Linked DNA regions of Mus musculus: region 1 is linked to region 2. Evidence: chromatin contacts called from public Micro-C data. All regions are on one chromosome and are shown on one strand. Each heading gives the region's core, a stretch centred on a gene start, on an enhancer-like site or on the middle of the called end of the contact. The rest is flanking DNA. Distances are from core to core; before and after follow the strand shown. Region 1 holds the start of Tead4 (TEA domain family member 4). Region 2 holds the start of Prmt8 (protein arginine N-methyltransferase 8).

Region 1 (6,186 bases), core at 1,875-4,374, 530 kb after region 2:
GGACAGTAGATTTGAAAGCTATCCAGATATTCTCCCAGACTGCCATGCTTATATCCTACCATGGGGTAGTTTGCTGTATACTTTCTACTGGGATACAAGAGAAAATGCCTGCCTGCAAACATCTATCTGTATCACAGGATGGAAGACACCATCCAGATCAGACTGTTACAGTCTCCACACACATTAGATGAAAGTGGTTAGGGTCTCCACACCCAGATACTGGGCTGCACAAAGCAGGAGACATAATCCAACGTGAAGAGCTTGGGTTCCGGTCCCAACTCTGCCACTCAGAGCTTGTGCAATTCTAAACACGTTATGGTCCCTCCCCAGGTCTCAGTTTCCCCACAAAGGGGCTGGGCATTGACAGAGGCTCCAACAGTGCTCAGCAAACATGTCCTGAGGGCAGGCAAAAGTGGAAATGAGAATATGGGAGCTGGAGAATGAGAAGTACGTTACCTGGTGGCAAAGGGAAGTCTCCCCACCAAATGCCCCGTGCCATGGGCAAAATAAATACGATACACGGCAAGGTTTCCCAAAGGGTGCCCAGGGAACCATCACGCAAAATCCGCTAGTCTTACAAGACCCTGGGTCCAATTCTCAACATGGAAAGGGGGAGCAGGAGGGGGTTCGCCAAAGCAAGCTTAGGAAAACATAGGATCCACCATCTCCAGGGGCACCAGGATGTGCTGACAGATGCTTTGGGAACACCGAGTTTTCAGAGCAAGCTTTCTGCCCTGATTTTGGTTACTCACCCCTATCCCCACCCCCCAGGGTTACTCATCAGGAAACGGAGCCCAGGAGCCTTAAAGGTAGTGAATATCAAGATTCCTGCCTGAGTCTGTCTGACCCCACGCCTGTGAGTTTCTTAACCCATGATCTTAACCCATAAGAGTGTCTCTCTCCTAGGCATGGCCCGAGCAGGGTGGAATAGACTATCTAATCTATATCAGCAGGAGAGAAGGAAAGGTAAACACGAGCCCCTCCCCCTCGCTCCTGACAGGGTTCTCTGTTCCTTCCTTCCTTCCAAGAAACCCTAGCCATCACCTAGGAGTTGTGCTAATGAGCGAGAACACTGGTGCCAAGTCTGTCTGTGACTCTCACACCACTCTCCTGTCAATATCCTGGCCTCAGCTACCAAGTCCGAGGCTGCCTCCCCTTCCCAGCTGTCACTAAAGCATTCCCTATAGGGACCACTCACGTTTCCCCACAGAAACAAGGTAGCCTAGCTAACTGTGAAGAACGAGGGGGAAACTGAGGCAGAGGATCATCCAGTTTGGACCCAGTCTGGGTTCCAGAGCAAGACCCTGGCTATTGAGGAATGAGAGATTGTCTCCCCCTCATTGCTTCAAGGTTCCCACAGGTAGCACTGACTCCCCTGTCCTTGAAGACAACTTAGAAACACTACCAACCACTCAACAAATAGTATCCAAAGTGGTCAACTAAGCCTGGTAAATCCGACCTGTCATCCCAGCACTTAGAAGGCTGAGGTGAGACTGCTGTGAGTTCAAGGCCTCCTTGGTCTTTTGCTTCTGTCTCAGGAAAAAAAAAAAAAGTGGCAGGAGAATGAAAGCCACCTCTTACTAAGGTGGACGTATCATGCCAGCCTAAACTGCAGGAAACTTCTGTCTCAAAAGGAAACAACCTAACAAGCTCTTCTCCTTTTAGGGGGTCCACCCCCATAAACATGACCATCCTAGCCCCTAAGGGCAAACAAAGATCTCAGCTTTGCTTAGCCTACCAGCAGTTCCCTAAGGATTTTGCCAGAACAGGATCCACACTCCCTCACAGAGACAGCTGCCTGGAAGGGGGCAGGTGTAGGCAGCTTCCTGCCAGCAATGCTCAACCCAGCAGGGATGGCAAGAGGGGCACCTCCAACTACTACTGTCAAATTCTCCCTGAACACAAAGAACTTGGAGACATTGTCCCCTGCCGCGGTTCTTCAGGAAGAAGTCAGAGCCAGAACCAACATCCTCAGAGCGAGGACTTGGAGAGGAGAGTCCTGGAGAGGAGGCATCGCACACCCACGCCCACTCCGACACTCGGGATTTCAGACAAGCACCTTCTTCAAGTAGCGATGCACACAGGGTCGCGTTTAGCACAAACAAATCCTCCTCCTGGAAGCAAGGTGAGTCACTGCGCACAGATATCTCTTCCTCGGGAACACCCAAAACTTAAGGATGCTGGCGCAGTAATACCTATCTTTGAACTCACTCACTGAATCGGACGGAGTGTGGGTGTGCCTGGAGCCCCCTGACACGTGTGTGCACCGCGGCGCGCGCCCCTGGGCTGCCTGCTAGAGTATAGTGCCTTGGAGTTTGGGAACTCCGGTCCATCACTCCCATCACTTCTCACCGTGGGGAGCAACGGCGTCTCAAACCCTGGGGACCTCTGCACAAGGTCCAGGCAATACACCTCCCTTATGGGCTCTCTTCTCCAGGCAGAAAAGTAGAAAAGGGCCTGGCTGAGGCTCGTTAGTCTCAACTTCAGCCGAGCGACCCTGCTCTGTCCAGCCCCTAGACTCCACCGCCCGCACGTGCCCCACTGGCCCCCTAGTGTTGCCCGGGACCACGCGGGACGCGGGTGTCCTCCGAACTCAGCAGCCTTACCGGTCCCAGGGTTCGGGAGGCGGGGTGGGAGAGCTCGGCCGGCTGCGGCAGGTCCACGCGGGGCGCCAAGTCTTCCAGCCGCGGCGACCGCTGCGGGGCCCCGAGCGCGTAGCTGAGGCCGGTCCCCACCCCCGGGACTGGAGTTTGCAGAGGAGCCCGGCAGGAATGCACGGAATGGGCGCTGGAATGAGACGCGCGCGGCTGGGGAGGGAGCGGAGGGAGTGGCGCTGCCACCCGCACCTTTGGGAGGAGACCGGGCCAGAGAGAGGCTGGGCTCCACGGCTGGGCGGAGCCCGGGAACCGCGGGCGGCCACGGGACAGGACACGGCGGAGACACCCGGGAACCCCGCGGACCCCTCGGCGCCTCTCGCCGCTCGCACCCACACCCCTTGACTCTGATCTACCGATTTCCCGCTCTCATCCAGCTCCCCACACCCCCGGGTTGCGTTGAGTCCTAACTGTCTCTCCACCACCTCCAGCCGAAAACCGTCCCCTCCGCCGGGGTGGGGCGCGCCTCGCTGCGCTCCTGGAGTACGCGGACAGGAGCAGGAAGGGCTGTTCCCTTCCCCGAGGCTGCTACGGAGGACACTCGCTCCGGGAGCAGGAAGCAGGAACTCCCGGCTCTGCTCCCAGATCCGCCACCGCTTTCCCTCGCCAGCCCTCCCCAACATCAGTCTTTCAGTTCTTTCCTTGTCCCTTGGGATCTGCAGAACTGTCACTTCTCAAAGAGCAGGAAAGGAGAGACCAGTCATGGGTCTACCGGATGCTGGGAGAAATAATAAAGATTAGGTCCCAGCAGTGGTTCATAGAGAGCTGGAACTTAGCTGGTTACCCAAGGTACAGGACAGAGTCGCCATGAAGTTAGAAGTCTGAGTTTTAAAGAAGGGTGCCAGATCAATTTAGGAGAAACACGTGAGCTCGGGCTGCGAGTCTTTAGAACCATTTGGCTTAAATCAGTTACTACCTAGCTCCCGCATTCACCTTGTCACTTTGAGAAACTTAAAATCAAAGAAAAGCCTTCACTATTCCCCAAAATCAAACAATCTCTGAAGCACTAGCATTAAGCTTTTATTGGTGTGGCTCTCCCAGCCAGAGCTGGTGAAACAAACTCGGGCCAGCAGTAAATCTCCAGAATTATCTTATCGTTTGCTCAACGCTAACAACGCAAGATGGAGATACACATACTACATGAGGGTAGGGTAGCACGGGGAGACGCTGAAAGAAAGTATTATAAATGTCAGGGTTGTGACCGAGAGAGGCGATCTAAAGAGTCCACGGAAATGCCAGCATCACCACGGGACTGAGTATCTATCCAGCCTCGCAAAGCGAGGACTTTGAAGGATGCAGCCCTCATTTGGATGTATAACTTCTGGTGAGCTTATTAAATGGTGAGTCATAACAAAGCCTGGTCACATCCCATTCACATGAAAAGAACATTGCAAGGCAGCAAGCGTATCTGTGAGCGTGAAGTACAGACTGTCCCACCACTTAATTGGACACTCCTTCATTGAACCTGGTACCAAGCTCAGTGCAGAAACAGACCCCTGCCTTCAAGAGGTTCACTGTCGAAGCCAGACAGTAGTTCATTATTGCAAATCCACATGAATTTGAGAACAAAACCAACAGAATTAATTCAAGGCACTGGGGTGACTTTCCCCAGTTTAATGTCTACTCCCTGTGTGTGCTAGGCAATGCTCTACCAGTGTGCTATGGCCCCAGCCTTGATTCCTTTTGGTTTCTGAGACTGAGTCTACTGAGTTAATCAGGCTGACCTTGAACTCTCTCAGCTGCTCTGGCCTCAGCCTTAGGAATAGCTGGAATTCCATTACAGGTCTCTGCTACCAGGTCTGCGGGGTGACCTTGATCCAGCTCTTGATGGAAACCTGAGTTCACCAACCGCTGTTTCAGGAAGGTTTGGTGTGAAAATAAGAGCTAGTAGGTGCTACACACCAGTGGGGGTCCACATGTGAAACGACAGCAGGACCTGAAAACCAGCATGAACCAAAGACTAAGAGAGGTGAGCCCCAGACTGTGAGGCTCATACAAGCTATACTGAAGATGTGGCCGTCATCAAGGCCACGCAGACTCAGGACTCACTTTCTTGATTCTATCATTAGACCCTCTGATGACAGTATTGCATGCATATGGAGACCCCTGTCCTGTCCTAAATACAAGAAGTGACCCTGTGACTGAATAGAGGCTCAGGATCCAGAAATGAAGATAAGGTCATGTGTGATCTGCAGATAGAAATTGTCTTTGAGGCTGAGACAGAAAGCATTTACAGCAGGATAGCTGGCCACGTCTCAACTGAAGGAAGAACTCTGGCCAGCTGTGGCCAGGGCCAGAGAAAGTTAAAGCAGGCAGAGCAAGCATTCGAGGCCAGCCTGGACTACGTTGCAAAACTCTGCCTCAAAAATAAATATAGGGGCTGGAGAGATGGCTCAGAGGTTGAGAACACTGACTGCTCTTCCAGAGGTCCTGAGTTCAATTCCCAGCAACCACATTATAATTCACAACCATCTATAATGGTATATGGCGCCCTCTTCTGGTGGGCAGGTACATATGCAGGCAGAACACAGTACAGAATAAAAGATAGATAGATAGATAGATAGATAGATAGATAGATAGATAGATAGATAGATGATAGATAGATAGATAGATAGATAGATAGATAGATAGATAGATAGAATTAATGAATTTAAACTACAGAAATTAGGATAATGTGGAAGGGGAGTCTGGCCATAACAATGTGGTTTCAAAAGGGAGGATAGCCCTTCAGGTACAAAAGGATGATTGGAAAGCCCTTTGCTTGCTTGCTTGCTTGCTTGCTTGCTTGCTTGCTTGCTTGCTTCTCTTCAAGACCATTGGGAGTCCAAGCTGTAAAGTGCCTTCACACTTCCTGGTTCGTACTCTTATAAGCTTCTAGAGAGTTCTAGGTCTTTGGGCATTCCATTTTCTGAGCAGATGAAGATGATCTCAGAAGACCTCCTGCTACAGAAAACTAATCAAGTGGGTGTACCCATCTGAGGGTCTGGTGGCTGATTTTTTTTCTGATTGATGTGTATATGTGTATGCCTACATGCACACAGGTACTGCACTAGGCCAGAGGATGTCAAATCCCCTGAAGCTAGTTACAAGTGATGGTGGGTGCTGGGAGCCAATCCCCAGGCCTCTACAAGCACACTCAATAACCAGTGAGCCATCCATTCCCCCAGACAGTGACTTTACAGAGGAAGTCAGGTGTGTTCGTAAAGCTTAGGGACAGGACCTGTGTTCACTGACCCTCAGGAATGAATCTGCTGCTGGGAACGTTTTAGCTATTTACATCCCAGCTGTAAGAGACAGAGTCCCTCCAGTTACATCACATGGTCCCTGCCTTGCCCATTTCCTTGAGCTCCAGACAGCTCCCATCCAACAAGCGTGTGGAGGCCAGAGGCAAGATGGTTGTGGTCAGAGCTGGGTTTGATGTGGGAAGGGTATTTGTGTTGATTAGGCCCAAGTCAAACTTAAAAACCATATTAATTAGTGTTAACATATGCTGTTTGGCATTATTTCCATTTCTGGAGCTTTGTTTTTCTAG
Region 2 (6,252 bases), core at 1,877-4,376:
GACGCAGGGAAAGATGTAACCGGGCTCTCCAGTCACAACTGTGTTCACTAATTTGTGAGCTCTTTGAGGGCAAAAGCCAGGCCACTAGGGTCTTAGAAACCTACTTTTCCGGGTACAGAGTGAGTACCTGCTAGAGACTGGACAGCAACCGTTGTCATTCCCGCCCCTCCCCCCCCCCGCCCACACACTCCACACATCCACAAGTGTGCTCTTGGTACCCCTAAGATGTGCAGGCAATGCAACCCCCTCAATACCCCACTTTGGAAGCACCACTTTGCTCTTAGCTTATTCCAAAAACAGCCTGCCCGTTCCTGGAGGAAAACCAAGCAGTAGTCACGAGGCCTGTATGCCTCACTGGGCACGTTTGACCAAGTCTGGGTTGCATCCTTTCTCCAAGGAAGTTGCTGAGAGCTGAACCTTCCCATGTTCCGCTTTGATTCATTGTCATCTAAGGGGTCTAAGACCAGCTGGGTTCTCTCTCTCTCTCTCTCTCTCTCTCTCTCTCTCTCTCTCTCTCTCTCTCTCTCTCTCTCTTCCTCCCTCCCTCCCTCCCCACTCCGTCGTCCTCCCCCCCCCCCTCCGCCCCTGCCACCACCGCTTCTACTGCTGTTTTCATTGATGCCTTGAGCAGAGCTGGCATGTGCGACTGCTGAGAAGGGGGAGCTCAGAGCAGCGGGGGAAGCGAGTAAAAATAGCCTGTCGCGCGTCGCTCTGCCTGCTCCGGACGCCTTTAACCCTCACCGAGGTGGAGAGAGCCGCAGCCGCCACTGCACACTGCGGAACGTGGCCCGGGTCTGCACTAGACCCCACACGCCAGTCCGGGTGATTGTGGACGAGGACCCACGAAAACTTTTTTTATTTTTATTTTCTATTTTTTTTTAAGACAAGTGAAGATGAGGTGGGATAGGGAAAAAGCAGGGAAGAGCTATAGCTACTGGGTTGCAGGGACTGCTACAAGCTGGCTGGCCCAACACTTCACCAGTGCGCGGCCTTGAGACTCCAAGCTATTTTTAGAAACCTGTTCCGCGGGTGGGCGATCAGAGGGCGGAGGGGGAGGGGAATGCTGAGCGTCTGGTGCTATTACTCGGTTTCAAAGACTCTGCTCCCAGGTTGGGGTGGGGAAGAGGATGGTCCAAGGAACGACATGCAGAATGGCTTTGCCCTAACTCAAGGAGAAGACATTAACTGCTGTATGCCCCTCATCTTCCAGCCCCAGATCGTGTTTGTTTCAAAATCGACAGTTGCCAGAAGCATGCTGCCTCTAGTGTCCAAGGAATGGGTATTCTTAAGCTTTGCTGCCTATACCGTGAGGCGGGGAATGAGTTGTGACCTCTAGGAAAGAAGGCCGGGAAAGGTCTTCACGTTGTTTTTGCTTTCCCGCAAGGCCTGGACAGTCTCCGCGCCACACCCCCATCTCAGCCCCACGCTGCATATGGGTTACCGTATGTGAAATGTACGGCAGCCCCACCAGACACTGGGCTATTAATAGAGCCCCGGAGTTTGCTCTGTGTCTTTTTCCTGCCACCGAATAAGGGATGATCACACACACGCCCCACTCCACCCCCACCTCGGCGCACAGTTCCTCTGTGAAGGTAAGGGGGCTGCCCATGCCGATCCCCTCCATGACTACAGGTGCCCAAAACCAGGGAAAAATCCCATTGTGATGACAGCTGGGTCAGAGCGAGGCGAAAGAACACACTTGCTCGGGACGCAAAGACCCGCTGGGCTCTCTGCAGCTCAAGGCCAACTCCGGAGTAGAGAAAGGGCAGATACGGGGCGGCCGTAAGGACTGCCGAAGACGGAGGGCAAGAGTATCATTTGCGGAGCTAGAGCGGCCTCCTTAAAAGCTGCTGCGGGACAAGTGGCCGCAGACCGGTTTCGCGCTGCAGCCCAGGGCGCACAACCCCCGCTGCTTGTGCGGGCTAAGCTGCGGCAGGCGCGGGCGCTGTCCCTGGTGCTGAATGGGGCCGCGGTCGGTGCGCCCTCCCAGGGTTCCGCTCTCCCTCGGCGCCTTAAGCACCCTAGGACTGCAGACCTCCGGCCCAGCTGTGGACTGGGGACTGCGGGGGAGGTCAGGTGCAGGTGCTTAGTACTGCCACCAGGTCGGCCCCCTAAGGCCGGGAGCTCTCCGCGGTGTTGCAGGGACCCATAGCTTGGGGACCACCTCGAGCTTGAAGGGTAAAGCCCAGGTAGCGGTGGGAGATAATCGGTGCACTGCAGGGAGCAAACCTGGCCCTAATATAACCCACTCCAGCTCTTCGTAAAGCCGGGATCCGGGATCACTATCGGAATCCTGTGCACAGGGGCAGGGGAGCCGGGCTGCCCAAGGTTTGGGACTTAGGGGAACAGGAAGGGAGCAGAGGGTGGCAGGAGAGGGTGATGGGGCTGAAAATTTAGATTTTCAAGGGGGAAAGGAACTGAGACGTGCACCGTCGCCCCCCACACACACTCCTACACTTCTCTCTCTCTCTCTCTCTCTCTCTCTCTCTCTCTCTCTCTCTCTCTCTCTCTCGGCAGGGACAAGCGGGATGGGGAAAGTTTGGCACCACGGCGTTGGTGGTGGCAGCAAGCAGCGGCGGCACACAGGGGTCCCAGTGGGAGGCAGGGTCGCTGAAAACCCCGGCCCGGTCGCCTCCTTACCTCGGTGCTTTCGACTGCATTCTCCGCCATTTTCCTCCGGAGGAGCAGGCAGCGGGAGGAGTGTTTCATGCCCATAAGAGCCAACAAGGGTTTGGGGATTCGAGATAGTAAAGAACGAGAGACGGCTGATGTGGCTTTAAAAGAGAGCCTAAGAATGCAAGAGGAGGGGGGAAAAAATCCCAGCCAGCCCCTCTCCCGGAGCGTCCTCCGCGACAATCGAGCTCTGTGGAGTCCCTCCTGCGGTCGCCACTTTGTTCACGTTTCCTCGCTCTTCATCTGCCTCGCATCCCTTCGCACACTTGCAAGTTCTGGTCGCGCTCACGACCCCCTCCGCGCCCCTCTCCCCTGCGCGGCGGGCTGGGCGGGAGGGAGGGAGGCGGCCCCGCGGGCTCGCCGGCAGAGGCAGCGGCTCCGAAGTCCGGCAGGCGGGAGGCGGACGGCAACTCTCCCAACTTCTGCCGATCGCTGGGCGAAGCAACACGCGTCCTGCTCGGCGCTCCCGGGGGCTGAGCCGGTGAGTGGGGGCGGGGTGGGAGGTGCGCGGGAGCGAGCGGGTGGCGGGGCGCTGACGGCGGAGACCCCCAGCCCGCCCCCGTGCCCGGGACCGCGGGGTCTGGGGGCCGCCTGCGCTCCGCTGCGCTCCTGGCGCGGCGCACACCTGGCGCGGGGGCTAGGGCTGCGCGCACGCTGCGGGGCCGCGCGCCAGGCTCCGGGAAGCAGGCGTCCACGAGGCTGCTGGAGGGTCTCAGCCCAGTGCAAGTCCTTCTAACGAGGGCAAGCACCGGACAAGACTCAGCCACGGTTACCAAATGTCTACGCCCCTCACCCCTCCCCAGCCCCCCCACCCGGTCGATTCCTGGATCCTTCCTGCGCGGATTACTGTTTGGGGCATGAACAGGGTGGGTGTCTGGATGGGAGGGGGAAGTCCTCAACTCCTTCAACTCTAGGTCCTCTCTATCTAGCTTTTCTTCACCCTCAGGACCCAAGACCAGAAGGCCTTCAAACCCCTCTCAGGAGGACCGGGTTGAAGTGAAGGTGGCTGCCTGAGGTGGCTTGGGAAAACAACCAGGAACAAATCAATAAAAGGGTCCGCGGTCTAGCTCCCCTACCCCTGTCTAGCCTGTCAGCCCCCACTCCCGGGGGGACACACATCTCTCCCCCTCCCCTACAGCCCCTCCCCCACCTTCACCCTCTCCTGACGTCCCTTTTATGGGAGAGAGCCGTGAGGATGTCACGTACCCATTAGGATTCTCTCGATCCTTTTTTAAGGGAGAGTTTGGGCGGCAGCGGGGGGTGTGAATTTTTATACAATGCATTCCTGTCTTCACTTTGAGAGCTTTTTTTCTCTCTTTCGGGCCATCTGTCAGGCATTGAGGGATAGAACAATGGGGGAGGGAGGCCATACTCAGGACTCTGTAGCTGGCTATCTCCGGGAAAGCTGAACCTTCAGGCTTTCTGGCCCACAGGTCAAGGTCAGGGACCGCACAGATGTGCCAGGAGCTTTCTTCCCGCTTCATCTCAGTCCTTAGTTGAGTTATTTAAACCAATCGCCCTGTTTAGTCTGATCATAGCCTTTGATAGCCAAGAAGTGTAAGAGTGACTGTCCTCAACTAACCCAGGTTCATTGAGGAAAAGGGCCAAAACCCAGCTCGGCTCACGGTGATAGATACTTCTATCAGACCAAGATCCTCAGGCAAAGAGAAGAGACATGGCCGTGAGCAGAGGTGAGGAGTAAAAAACGGGAAGAGGAGGGAGATGAGAAGGATTAAAGAAAATATAGCAAGAAGCTTGGGTTAACCGCACTGATAATCCCAAAACAAGAGTAAATTCCCCTCAACCTTCTCAAACCACAGACCTGAATTCGAGTTGGGCATGAATGAGCAGTCTTTGGCAATGCCTGATCCTTCTTCACTCCCATCCTGCCATCCTGCCATCCTGCCACACACAGTATGGAGGAGGGGACATAACTGCATCTAAAAAATGACTTTTACCTCCTGCTTTTCTTCCCCTACTCGTCTTCTCTCAGATAAGGCTCTGAGATGCTGGATCAAAAGAGGCTTAGTACGTATGCAATCAAATAAGACTAGAATAGCAAGATTCCCCACCCACACGTTGGTCCAGTCCTCTTACAGGTAAGGACTCCGGATGAAAGAGAAGGGGGCAATTGTCTAAGGTCCCTCGACAAGCTGCAGGAGCTTCAGTAAACCAGCTCCCCAGCCTCTTGACTTCCAACCCAACCCTGTCCCCACCCCACACTCCTTCTGCTTGTTCATCCATTCTGTGACTAACAGGGGAGGAGGGGAGCTGAAACAGGCTCCCACCGAAATAGGCTGCTGTTGTGCGTGATTATGTTGCTATGAGAACCTCAGTGGGGGTGTTTCCTCAGTTCTCTGTTGAAATCTTTTTACTGTGCTTGGCTTCTCCCCAAGTACAGACACAGCTCCTGTTGGAATGGGAAAGGGACATGGAGAGCTGTGTTTTTACAGCAAGAGTTTGCTATGCCAACTCAAAGGCAGCCTGGGGCACAGAGGTATCTAGGCCACTAAGGTTGCTCTGCAGCGACCTGAGGAAAGCATGGTGACCTATCACAGGTGATGCTCCGACCCTCCTCGAACACTCTTGGATCTGAGATTTGGTCCCTGCTGTGCACCCACCTAATTACAAACTCACAAATCATTGAAAGGTAGAGTTTGGGGAGCCGTGTTACTCTTGAATGTTGCAGGTAAAAATGTAGAGGCTCAGGCCTCCATGTGCACGTGCGCGCACGCGCGCGCACACACACACACACACACACATGTATGCCCATACAAACATACAAGAATTACCTGAAGACTCACCTCCCGGGATTGTGAAAAATCCATGATGTATGAAAAACACACAGTAGGACTATTAGAAGCCAGCCCTTTTCTGTCTCTTTTGCATGAGTATCAGAATATTCTCTTATCAAGTTAGCTTAATTAATTATCTCAATTAATCCACATGATCCTCACTGGGCATCTTTTAGTGCTTCGTTCATAGCAGGAACTGGGCTTAACAAGGCGACAGAACACATCAGACTGTGACAAGTTCTCAATCTTTCATCACCGTGACTGTGAAGGGCAGAATGGAAGGCTGTTGGAGAGAGTTTAGTGACAAGTGCGAAGACAGAGGATGATAAAGGGGTTCAGCATTTGTCATGGTGTGCGTTTGATGTGTCCTGTGGCCAAGTGGTCCCCAAGATCCATTAGCTCGTTCCCCTTGCACTAGGCCTTCAACGGAACAGGCTGTGTTGAATGGCACACTTAATGGGCTCTGAACAAGGCTGACCCGATGGCAAGAGTACAAATATTATGCGAACATTTGCTGTGACTCGTCCTGTAGCCTGAGTCCAGCTTCACAGAGGGCTTTCCGCCTGCTGCAGTCTGCATCTGCACACCGTTCCAGTTGCTGTCCTTTTGGCTACTTTTTGAGATTTTGTGTTCTCCATGAACACAACACAGAGAAGATTCCCCCAAACAGACAAAACTCAAAAAATACTGCCCTCAGAATACAGTCAAGATGGAAGTCCGGGTTGCCTGACTCCATATACAACTCTAGGAGAAGGTAAATCAGCTTAAAGAACAGGACAATGGC

Evidence for each region. A called contact is a pair of places that touch in the nucleus more often than the background predicts.
Region 1: a contact with region 2 is called in a Micro-C map of embryonic stem cells, with 4 times the contacts expected there. The contact joins the promoter of Tead4 here to the promoter of Prmt8 in region 2. A contact is called at or near these places in 2 of 39 promoter capture datasets (embryonic stem cells and hippocampal neurons) and 1 of 484 Hi-C or Micro-C datasets (embryonic stem cells).

The regions. Positions count from the first base shown.
Region 1 is chr6:128,297,689-128,303,874 of GRCm38.p6, forward strand. It overlaps Tead4 (TEA domain family member 4), which reads right to left and starts at 3,125. Exons shown (of 12, transcript NM_011567.2): 1 at 2,607-3,125.
Region 2 is chr6:127,766,033-127,772,284 of GRCm38.p6, forward strand. It overlaps Prmt8 (protein arginine N-methyltransferase 8), which reads right to left and starts at 3,127. Exons shown (of 10, transcript NM_201371.2): 1 at 2,641-3,127. The coding sequence starts at 2,715.